Regions from separate parts of the Sus scrofa genome. Here region 1 is linked to region 2. A link is a contact called in public HiChIP or PLAC-seq data. All regions are on one chromosome and are shown on one strand. The core of a region is the stretch at or near the end of the contact, and the rest is flanking DNA. Distances in the headings are between cores, read along the strand shown. Region 1 overlaps CUBN (cubilin). Region 2 overlaps CUBN (cubilin).

The links. HiChIP or PLAC-seq counts read pairs in DNA pulled down with a chosen protein or histone mark.
Region 1: an H3K27ac HiChIP or PLAC-seq map of alveolar macrophages shows a contact between it and region 2. The contact joins two enhancer-like sites. A contact is called at or near these places in 1 of 47 Hi-C or Micro-C datasets (epiblast stem cells) and 1 of 2 datasets of contacts at active chromatin or transcription factors (alveolar macrophages).

Annotation. Positions count from the first base shown.
Region 1 is chr10:43,388,277-43,394,305 of Sscrofa11.1, forward strand. It overlaps CUBN (cubilin), which reads right to left. Exons shown (of 68, transcript XM_021064811.1): 10 at 4,767-4,862; 11 at 2,025-2,143; 12 at 1,408-1,594. Among named protein-coding and RNA genes, the nearest start is that of CUBN, 23 kb to the right of the region's middle. Within about 2 kb of position 4,460, at least 4 of the 83 cell types and tissues checked have an H3K27ac peak or open chromatin away from gene starts, as enhancers often do. A contact at or near this core is called in alveolar macrophages, where this site is marked.
Region 2 is chr10:43,263,139-43,269,053 of Sscrofa11.1, forward strand. It overlaps CUBN (cubilin), which reads right to left. Exons shown (of 68, transcript XM_021064811.1): 32 at 5,071-5,240. Among named protein-coding and RNA genes, the nearest start is that of CUBN, 150 kb to the right of the region's middle. Within about 2 kb of position 1,438, at least 13 of the 83 cell types and tissues checked have an H3K27ac peak or open chromatin away from gene starts, as enhancers often do. A contact at or near this core is called in alveolar macrophages, where this site is marked.

The DNA.
Region 1 (6,029 bases), core at 3,210-5,709, 130 kb after region 2:
TTCTTGTCTCTTCTCTGCCATTTTCTCTTAGACTTGTCTCCGCAGCTGGAAGGTGAGCACATAACTGATGGAGACAGTATTGTAGGCTTCCTTATTTCTCTACAGGGTCTGCTAGAAACACATGGTAAAATCTGGAAATTGTGCCCATTCAGAATCAGGAGTAAGAGGGAGGGCTGGAGAAGAGGTCCAGTTACGGAGGAGGCAGAATGGGAAGCCCATCTTTGCTTCGTTCTTCCTGAGGATGTTGAGTGCTAGAGAATGATTTTAGTTTAGCTTCTGTGAAATATGTTACCTACGGCTTATGAATCTGGAGCAGTTTGGGGAGAGACCTTTCCCAAATAGAGGAACCCAGCAGAAATGTGGTGGCGCATGGGGTTGGGGGACAAAGAACACTGACTGGCTTAAAAGGCAGTATTTTTAGGGAACCAGTGAAAGGCAGATTAGATGGACAGGGTGAGGCCTGGTTATAGAGGGTGACTGAAAAACAGTCCCAGAGTTCCCACTGTGGCTCAGCGGGTTAAGAACCTGACTAGAATCCATGAGGATGTGGGTTCGATCCCTGGCCTCCCTCAGTGGTTAAGGACCTGACATTGCCATGAGCTATGGTGTAGGTTGCAGATGAGGCTCTGTGGCTGTGAGGTAGGCCAGCAGCTGCAGCTCTGATTGGACCCCTAGCCTGGGAATTTCCATATGCCGTGGGTGCAGCCTAAAAAGACCAAAAAACAAGAGATCCAGGCTTTATTTAACAGGCCAAAGGGAGCCACTGCATAATCTGGAGCAGGACAGTGACGTTATTATGTGGAACATTCCGTGGAAATTAAACGGCTGCTACAGAGAAAACTCCCCCTTAGAAAAGTACAATCCCTCACCTATTTTGTTTTCAAAATGGATATAATGAAAATGGGAAATGTTAATTCAATTTTTCCTTTGATGGAAAGCTTTTTATGGCTTAAACTGAGATATATATTTGCCTTGTGAATTACATACTGTTTCTGCACGGAAAGACTTGGGTCTAAGCCTGTGAGCAACTGGGCGAGAAAGCAGGTTCAGTGGAAGAATCTGCCGCAGGACTCACTCAAGGATAAGACTTGTTGGAGTTCCCGTCGTGGCGCAGTGGTTAACGAATCCGACTAGGAACCATGAGGTTGCGGGTTCGGTCCCTGCCCTTGCTCAGTGGGTTAACGATCCGCGTTGGCGTTGCCGTGAGCTGTGGTGTAGGTTGCAGACGCGGCTCGGATCCCGCGTTGCTGTGGCTCTGGCGTAGGCCAGAGGCTACAGCTCCACTTCAACCCCTAGCCTGGGAACCTCCATATGCTGTGGGAACGGCCCAAGAAATAGCAAAAAAAAAGAAGAAGGATAAGACTTGTAAGCTGTGAGCATCTGTGGTAGGAGAAATGCTGAGCGTACCTTGCTGGGGAAGGTGACAGAGGGATCCCGTCCAGAAACGGGTGCATTCGCAACTGAAAGCATTAATGCCATCAACACAGGTCCCGCCATTCAAACAGGGGTTGCTCAGACACTCGTTGATGTTTTCGGTGCAGTTCATACCAGCCCAACCCGAGTCACAATTACAAACATAACCAGAGGCTGTTTCCTAAGGAAAGAAGAAACATCAGGTCACAGAACAAAGGGACAGACAATAAACCTGAATCGACCCAAAGAAGAAAGAACTACAGCACTGGGGCAAAGATGCAGAGGGTGCTGAACCAAAAGCATCTTCCCATAGTCTGACTTGGACTAATCTGTTCAAATGGGAATTGCGAAGACTAAGCAATCAGATTTATTTGGATTAAACGGTAGGCTTTGTTGCACCACGCTCCAAATCACCGAAAGAAAAAATGAAATTTTTTTTTTCCCCCTTGGGAACTGAAGTTATGACCTACTTTTTATCTGAAAGTTATTGACAGTTCCTTATGAAGCTGGAATCATTTAAAATTCATAAACCATAGGAAACATATTTCACAGAAGCTAAACTAAAATTATTCCCTAGCACTCAATGTCCTCAGGAAGAAGGAAGGACTCACCATGCATTGTCCGTGTAAACAGGGGCGAGTGAGGCAAACGTTACTGAGGGGCACACATCCATGGAGCCCATAACCATTTCCGGTATATCCAGGGAGACACGTGCAGAGGGGCAAAGAACCTGAGCAGATATGAAAACAGAAGGATAAATACACATCTCCTCCACTCAGACCCACTGACAAAACTCAGGCTCTGCTGTCTAGACCAGGAATCGCCAAAATCTACATATTCCCAGGCACAGATGAGACAAGGCATGAGGAGAAAATACTAGCATCTTGATTTTTCTAGTTTTCCTCTTAAAAATCAGAAAGACACTACACATTGTTCATAAGTTATTTACAGCCTGACACGGGTGCTATCAGCCCATAGGTCATGACCTTGAGTCATGCACAAATGTGGGGTTTCTTATTACAGAGGGTTGGCAGCAGAGGCGTGTATGCTTAGGATAATGGTATCTGTTGCCAGCACTCTGCACTGACTAGCTTAATCTTCTCAAGAACCCTAAAAATAGGTATTATTTTTAATATTATTACTTTGCTTTTTAGGGCCACACCCATGGCATGTGGAAGTTCCCAGGCTAGGGGTTGAACTGGAGCTGCAGCTGCTGGCCTACACCACGGCCACAGCAACACCAGATCCTTAACCCACTGAGTGAGGCCAGGGATTGAACCTGCAACCTCATGGATACTAGGTGGGTCTGTTTCTGCTGAGCCACAACTGGAACTCCCTAAATAGGTACTATTACAATCCCCATTTACATATGAAGACAAAGCACAGGGAGATTAAGTGCCTTAATCAGGAACAAATAGCTACAATATGGTATAGCCAAGGGAAAAATTAAAATCCAGTCTTTTTCTAAAATTCATGCCTCTAACCACTTCAGTGCACTGTTAATCATTTAGCATTTAAATAGTCATACATTTAAACCAACTATAATGGAAAAAATAAAAACCATTTAAAAAATTAAAAAATAATGAACAGTCATACAAATATACATACATATATTCTTTCACATCTGTGCATATATATATATGACAAATTGGTAAAAATAAAAGTGGTATTTTGAAATAAGGATATACATTATTCAATATATATGACAAATTGGTAAAAATAGAAGTGGTATTTTGAAATAAGGATATACATTATTCAACAAATAGAATTGGGGCCACCCATTTGGACAAAAATATGAAACTATGTCTCTATTGGATGCTATGGATAAAAATAAATCCTAAAAAGATCCAAGATTTTAATCTTAAAAGTAAATGAATGTAGGAAAGAACACGCACTTGAACTACTTTTAATGAGTTTGGTAGGGAAGGCCCAACTCTAAGAGGAGAAAAGATTTACCTTTTTGACTATATAAAAAACTTAAACTTTTAAATAGAAAACACCACCTCAAAAGTAAAATAAAAACAACAGGCAAGAAAAAAATACATGTAAAACATAAGAAAGATAATGAAATAATATCCTCATAGTACAAATGAAATTTTACACATCAATAAGAAAGCAGATGAACAAAGGACATGAAAAAAAATTTTAATGGCCAGTAAATATATGAAAAGTATTCATTATTAATGATCAGTAATCAAAAAATTAATTTTGACTTAGTCAAAATTAAAATAATGAGAAGGCAATTTTTGCCTTTATAAAATTGACCAAAATGAAAAACAACAATAGTCCCTAGTATTGTCAAGGGTGGGGTAAATGTATATTTCTTTCTCTTTTTTTTTAATGAGAATTGCAATGTTTATTTCACGTTCTCTCTCTCTCTCTTTTTTTCTTTCTTTTTTGCCACACAGGCAGTATGTGGGAATTCCTGGGCCAGGGATTGAACCTATACCGCACAGCAGCGACCAGAGCTACAGTGGTGAGAACACAGGAGCCTCAACCTGCTGGCCCATCAGAGAACTCCCTAAATCTATATTTTCATACACTGCTAATGAGTATATAAATGGACACATTTCTGGGAGAAAATTTAGTAATACACATATATTTTTTAAATTATAGGGGATGAAGCTTCTTTAATGCAGCATTGCAGACCGTCGGTTTTTTGGCTTTTTTTTTTTTTTTTTTCTGTCTTTCTGTCCTTTATAGAACTGCACCTGAGGCATATGGAAGTTCCGAGGCTAGGGGTCGAATCGGAGCTGTAGCTGCCCGCCTACACCACAGCCACAGCAATGCTGGATCCTGGATCACAACTGAGCAAGGCCAGGGATCGAACCCATAGCCTCATGGTTCCTAGTCAGATTCATTTCTGATGCGCCACGACAGGAACTCCAGACCCTGGTGGTTTTTACCTCAGAGGCAACTTTCCCTTCCTTAGTTGTGAATGCGTTATGTTAACTGTAGGCCAGGGTGAGGGAATTAAAGACTGTTTCGAAGCCTTCCCTGCAGCCAGGCTTCACCACCACTTTCAGTTCTGGCAAAGGCACAGAAAGGGGAGTCCCTAAAGAGAAGTGGCGTGTTCTTCCTCTTTTTCTCCTTCCTGCTGGAATGCAGTCATGCATCTATCAGCTGGCTTACTTATTTTGGGAAGTAACTGCAAAAATGAGAACAGATCATAAAAGAGCAGAGTCTTTGACATCACAAAAAATCCAAATGAGGCTTTTGTAACACAGATTATTTTGGGGTTTGAAGATCCAAGCGCGAATTTTGAAAATAGAGGATTTTGATTTTCAAATGTTGAGTTGTTTCAGAAGGTCAGATTAAAATTCCCCAAACCCAAGGGAGAGAGGAGTCATTACCTAGAATCAAGGAGCAGGCCGCGTGGGGGTGGCAGCCTCCGTTATTGACCGAGCAGAGGTCTATGAGTGTGCACATTCTTCCATCACCCTGGTAGCCTGATCACAGCAAGAGCAGGGGCATGAAACACAATGTCAGGAACAGGCAAGGAGAGGAATCCCAATCTAAGTATCAAGTATCAGGAACCAGACCAACCAGAGATCTTCTGTCATCAAAACAGAAAATGTTGGAGTTCCCATGGTCACTCAGAGGGTTAGGAAGGCAACATAGTATCAGGGAGGATACAGGTTCGATACCTGGCCTTGCTCAATGGGTTAAGGATCCAGTGTTGCCACAAGCTGTAATTAGGTCCCAGATGTGGCTCAGATCTGGCCTTGCTGTGGTTGTGGCATAGGTCTGCAGCAGCAGCTCTGATTTGACCCCTAGCCTGAGAACTTCCATATGTCGCAGGTACGGCCCTAAAAAGAAAGAAAAAACAAACAAACAAACAGAAAATGTAAACAGAAAGTGTCAAAAATAGTATTCCATTGTTAAGGATATGGATGACAAGAATTAGGAATCTGATTTCAGATACAATATTCAGGGTGGGTTCTAACGGCAAAAATAAAAATTTAGGAGTCCCCATTGTGGCTCAGCTGGTTAAGAAACCAACTAGTATCCATGAGGATGCAGGTTTGATCCCTGGCCTCACTCAGTGGGTTAAGGATCCAGCATTGCTGTGCGCCGTGGGGATAGAATTGCAGAGGCAGCTCGTATGTGGCATTGTTGTGGCTGTGGTGTAGGCCTGTGGCTGCAGCTCCGATTCAACTCCTAGCCTAGGAACTTCCATACGCCACAAATGCAGCCCTAAAAAGCATAAATAAATTAATTAAAAAGTTATTCAAATAATTTAAAGATACTTGAAACTCCTGGGAACCTTAGAAAGCGCTGACACTAAGGAAGGTGACATTTTTAATGACAGTGACTTTGAAGATCTTGAAGCGAAATAATTGTAGAAGTCCAAAGTACTGTTGTTTCATGCTAATAAAACCTATAGAGTTTCATTTACCCCTTAGAACTCCCTGATCTCAATTTAGATTACAGAATAGCAATCATGATTTCTTTCCAAAACAGAAGGGAAACTCACATGTATGATATGCCTAAGATTATATCTGTTATATAGTAACTTTATATAGAAAACTTCTCATAGTTCAGTATGTTAATAAATGATTTGTGGGAACAATAGGTAAGTGACCCACAGAGGAAATCTGCCAAATTCTGCATTA
Region 2 (5,915 bases), core at 188-2,687:
ACATGGCTCAGATCCAGTGTTGCTGTGGCTGTGGTATAGGCCTGCAACTGCAGCTCCAATTTGACCCAGGAACTTCCATGTGCTGCAGGGGCAGCTGTTCAAAAATAATAATAATTAAAAAATAAAATATAAAATAAAATCCAGTTTGGAGTCTAGGATGGAAAACTTTTATCACTAGCTATAGGGTAATTTCAAATTCTTCATGGTTTGTCCAATGCCGATGTCTTCCACAGATGCTTGGTTTCCATGGGCTCCCCTAACACAGCTATACCCAGGAACAACACTCTCCCTTCCAAGTCCCAAAGTTTGTGCGTACTCATACCTCTGTGCATAACGTACCCTACTCTTTCGGCAAAGCCACCTCCCCTGGTTGACATGTCACATTTCTCCAAGTGAAATTCTGCCACTTCAGTGTCATCTTCTGTGTGAAACCTTCCCTGGCTTCCAGGCCCAAATGAATCCTTCCTGTTTCCTCATGATTATTATTTCAGGTTTTTTGAGTCCTAGGTACACAAAACATTTGGTGCTGTGCTAGGAGAAAGGGTCATAAATAGGTCTTCTTGGAGTTCCCATTGTGGCTCAGTGAAGATCCAGGAAGATGTGGGTTCGATCCCTGGCCTCGCTTGTTGAGTTAAGGATCTGGCATTACTGCAAGGTGCTGCAAAGGTTGCAGACGTGGCTTGGATCCGATGTTGCTGTGGCTGTGGTGTAGGCCTGCAGATGAAGCTCTGATTCGACCCCTAGCCTGGGAACGTCCATATGCCACAAGTGTGGCCCTAAAAAGTAAAAAAAAAAAAAAAAAAAAAAAAAAGGTCTTCTTTCATAGAAGATCTGGAGGCCCAGGATCACAGATGGGAAGCCTTGACTGTGGCCCCAAAACCCACTGTTCCTCCTAGAATTGGATGCCACCTCTCTGCCTTGAGCGTGTCTGCCTGAGAGCACTTGCCATCAGCATCATTGTGACTATGGCAGGTGTGACTGTGACAAGCAGGTCCCCTGCATGATCTCAGACATCCCAACAACAAATTGGAGACAGACACTGCTACTGTCCCCATTTCCAAGTTAAGGAAACTGAAGCTGAAGAATTAGCCTTCTCCCAGATGACAAAGCTAGAAAATGCCAAAATCCAGCCTCAATGCTGGGGCCCTCCCACCGCAGAGCCGGGCTTCTTAACCACGGCACTGTGGTGTCCCATGCTGCTGGGGTGGTTTTTCACAACATAGCGTGGCGCGAGGGTTTGGCAACATCTGCTTCTGATAGTCTACTTCCCCCTTGGTGGGGACACCCCAACTACTTCATCCAGGACACCCTGATCCTGACCACCTGTTGGGATGATTACATTTTGATTTCACTCTATCTGCCGGACTGGACTCCTCCCAGCACCTGTATGTGGGTTTATTTTCTTATCTCCATGTCTCTGACCAGCTCATAGTTGAGGTTTCACTTCCTCCTGTCTGTCTCCTCTCGCTAGTTTGTGAAGGCAAGCCCAGCTGCATGCTCAGATAGGGCAGTGGTTGCTAGAAAACCCAGTCTGTGTATTTGTATCTCATGCAGGTGGAAAATCCTACTCATGACCGCGGGACGGAAATAAGGCAGCCATGCTGGGTGTGCCTTCGACTGAAGCTTTGTTTTGTTCACACACCTTTTACGAATGTTGAATTCTGTGGATTACAGACTTTACCAACGAGAAGAAACTGGAACTGGAACCGTACAGTCTAGGGGAGGGGGAAAGTGGTGCAGAAATGCCCACCACAGGCCAAATGATAAGGTAGACAGGTTGTCTCTGGCCCATTCGACTTTTCTTGAAGGCACTTCTAGTGTTTCTTTTCTTTTTTTCTTTTTTCTTTTGGTGCTTTTAGGGCTGCACCCGCAGCATATGGAGGTTCCCAGGCTAGAGGTCAAATCAGAGCTGTAGCTGCCGGCCTATGCCAGAGCCACAGCAATGCCAGACTTGAGCCATGTCCGTGACCTATACCACAACTCCTTAGCCCACTGAGTGAGGCCAAGGATCGAACCAGCATCCTCATGGATGTTAGTCAGATTTGTTTCTGCTGAGCCATGGTGGAAACTCCCACTTCTACTGTTTCAATGCTTTATTTCACCTTCATGTTGAAAAGCTTTTTTAGGAGAGTACAGAGTTCCTGATTGGAAGTTATTTTCTTGTTTGAAATTTAAGATACCATCTCACTGTCTTTTCTCCTCCCAATTGTCATTGTTGAAAAGTCAGCATTCACTCCACCACTTCCTAAAAGATAATTTCCCACTTACCTACTCCCTTGGCTGACTGTAATATTTTTCCTTTATCTCTAGTTTTTTTTTTTTTAGATAAGTATGTCTTTTCATTTATCCTGCTTGGCTGTTTGGGTTCCTTAGGATTCTTAAGTTGATGCCTTTCATTAGTTTTGGAAGTCCTAATCTTTATCTCTTCAACTCCATTTATTTCATTCTTCCTTCTGGAATTCCAGTAAATGCATGTTACATCTTTTTTTTTTTTTTTTTTTTTTTTTTTTTTTGCTTTTTAGGGCGGTACCTGCAGCATATGGAGTTCCCAGGCTAGGGGTCAAATCTGAGCTACAGCTGCTGGTCTGTGCCACAGTCACAGCAACACCAGATCTGAGCTGATCCTGAGACCTACACCATAGCTCACGGCAATGCCAGATCCTTAACCCACTGAGCGAGGCCAGAGATGGAACCTGCAACCTCATGGTTCCTAGTCAGATTCGTTTCCGATGCGCCACGACAGGAACTCCTGCATGTTACATATTTTATGTATGTCTTCTACATGCCTTAACCTCTCACCCGTATTTTTCATCCTTTTGTTTATACAGGTTTTTTTTTTCCAGATAGATTTTTCTGATATCTTCCATTTCACTCATTTTCTCTTCATCTCTGTCTAATTTGTCTAATATACCAGAAAGAAAACCTTCACTGAGATCTTAATTTTAGCTTTTATATCCATCCAGTTTCAAAGTTTTCAGGTTTGTTTTTTTTTTTTGTCTCTTTGTCTTTTCTAGGGCTGTACCCGCCGCATATGGAGTTTCCCAGGCTAGGGGTCCGATTGGAGCTGTAGCCACCCGCCTACACTAGAGACACAGCAATGCTGGGTCCAAGTGTCATCTGAGACCTACACCGCAGCTCACAGCAACACCAGATCCTCAACCCATTGAGCAAAGTCAGGTATCGAACCCGAAACCTCATGGTTCCTAGTTGTATTCATTAACCACTGAGCCATGACGGGAACTTCTCAGTTGTTTTTTAAAAAATATTTTCAATATCACTTTTTATAATATGCAGCCCTTGCTGAAAGTTTTAAGTTTGACTTTTATTTCCAGAAGTTTCGTAACCACAGTTGTTTACTAACCTGTGCTTGGTAATTTTAGCACCTGGCCCATTAATGTGTTTGTTTTCATTGTCTGCTATTCATGTTGTATCTCATTTACGTTGCATTGTTTCTTCACACGTATGGATATCTTTAATAGTGTGCTTGCTGTTGCATATGAAAATTAATAGTAGAAATGAAGTCTGGGATGAGTTTATCTTCCTCTGAAGAAGAGTATTAATTGCTTATGTCAGATGTCCAAGCCCTAGATACTTTAGGAATACAAGCTTCCTCATGTTATTCTGTGGTTTGAGGGGGGTGGATGCACCCAGGTGACTCAGAGCTGGGATGCAGACTCTGTGAAGGATGGTTGGTTTACCAGGACTCCCACCCTGTTCAGGTCCTGGACTCAAACTTTGCTCCTCTTTGTCCTAATAGGATCTCTGAAGTGCTGCTAACTCCTCCTGGATCAACGAATGCCCCAAGGACAAAAGTAGCCCCCAAAGCAAGCTCACAGCACTCTCAGAAATTTCACATTACTTTGTGAGCTCTTTGTCACATTTAGGAAGAGAACTTAAAATATCACCCAAAGTTTTTAAATTGTCTTTGTCAGGAGACTTACCATTATAGAAAGCAGATGTCTGATACCTTAAGTTTATACAGTACTGTGCCAATTTAGACTGAAGACCCATTTTAAAAGCTTGATACATAGTCATAAATTAACAGAACTTTTAAGTAGATTAAGGATTTAATCTTCTGAAATAATACTTGACATCATACAATTAGATTGGACTGCTATAGAAATTATACAACTTTTCAACTTTTTTGAGTTAAATTTGAAAGCTGGCCAGTTGGAATTTGCGTAGGACTGTCAGGAAACTAAAACAGAAAGAGCTATGAGTCCAAAGAACCTGGTTTCTATTTGAATGAAATGTCTCTACATACAAATGAAAGATGAAAAATCTTTTGTTTAAAAAAAAATGAGGTAACCCTCCAATTTTAAATTAAATCAAAAAGAAAATTTCAACGTACAACCTCATGTACTCTTACTTTAAGCATAAAGCATGAGTTTAAGGTGAGAGTGTATTAAAGTTGTCGGTAGCAACAGAAACATTTTGTCATTGAACCAACTAAGAGCCATGTCCCTTTTCCTCTACCCTCCTCTCTGCATCTATTCTGTCCCATCAGACACTGATTTATTCAAGGAGCAGGTCAGGATCTCCTGGTCTCAAGAAAAGGAGAACCCTGTGAGAACCCCCAGAGACTTAATAATAATTGATTTAAAATTATTATGATAAATCCATTATCCTAATCCATTCTACTTTCCCAATCTTTTTTGCAGCCAATTCTGGCCAAGGAAATGTAAGGGGGCTTCTGTAAACATTTTGCTTTCCTGATTAAAAGCACAGAACAAAGTAGAAACAACTAACACTATTCCTTCTGCTCGTCTTCAGATTTGAACTTAGGATGTTCAGAACTGCTGCAGCCACTTTTTGACCATGAGGTGCCAAACACAAAACAAAATGCCAATACACTGAGAACGCGAGGGCAGTGACTGAGCTACTCAACAAACCTCCTGGTTTAGATATATGTAAAAAAGAAGTATCCTTATATGTTAAGTTGCTATTTGCTGAGTTTCTTATGGTTTGACACTGAAAACACTCCTAACTAACACTCATTAAACATGCTCTCACGACAATGTTGTGGCCCAGACGTGACTGAAGACAATGCTTGAGATGTGTATCACTTACCATGATACAAGAGTCCTGGGGTTCAAGGTCGAAGTCTGTGAAGTTCAGGAGAACACGGTGATTTTTTTCCACCTGAATGAGCCAGGTACACTCAGTGTTGCTCCTATAAGGACTGGGGTAATTTGGAGAATGAATCTCTCCACTGGGAGCCTGGAAAATGCCACCACAACCTGTAGATGGGAGACCCGATTCAATAATGAGTGGAATCCCTGACACACAAAACTTTCTACCACTACCTGGGAGCATAGAACCACTCTTTTTATGGAATCTGTGCTAAACGTTCTGAAGAACTGAATATCCACCATTAATTCACACATCCCAACAAAACAAAGAGGGGTGCCTAAGAAAATACTTCAACTACTCTAAAGACTGATGCCAAAATTATTTTTTAAAATAATGAAAAATAATGCGAATGAAATCATGTTTTCATAAAGCCATGAGATGCCTTTTCGCTGTTGTCTAAAAATATACTGTAAGAATAATATATCTAAGAATTTTGATAATTCCATAGCATATGCTTTTATAAATAATTTAACACCTTCCTTTTAAAACTTCATAGTCTGGGCCTGGTATAGTCACTCAGTTTTTGAATTCCTATGATGTAATCAAACCACTATCAAGGTCTAATGCTATGACCCATTATTTCTTGCATTTATGTTAGTACAAACAATTATTGGGGAAATTCAGTATTATTTTCTGATAATTGAGAATCATTTGGGGTCATCCAAATACTACAAAAATAGAATGTTCATTAAATTCGTGCACAATGAACTTTAGGAATGCTCTAGTGTACTTACCCTATTACCTCTGAGCTGCAGAAGTGGGATCAGAAGGCAGCCTGGAGT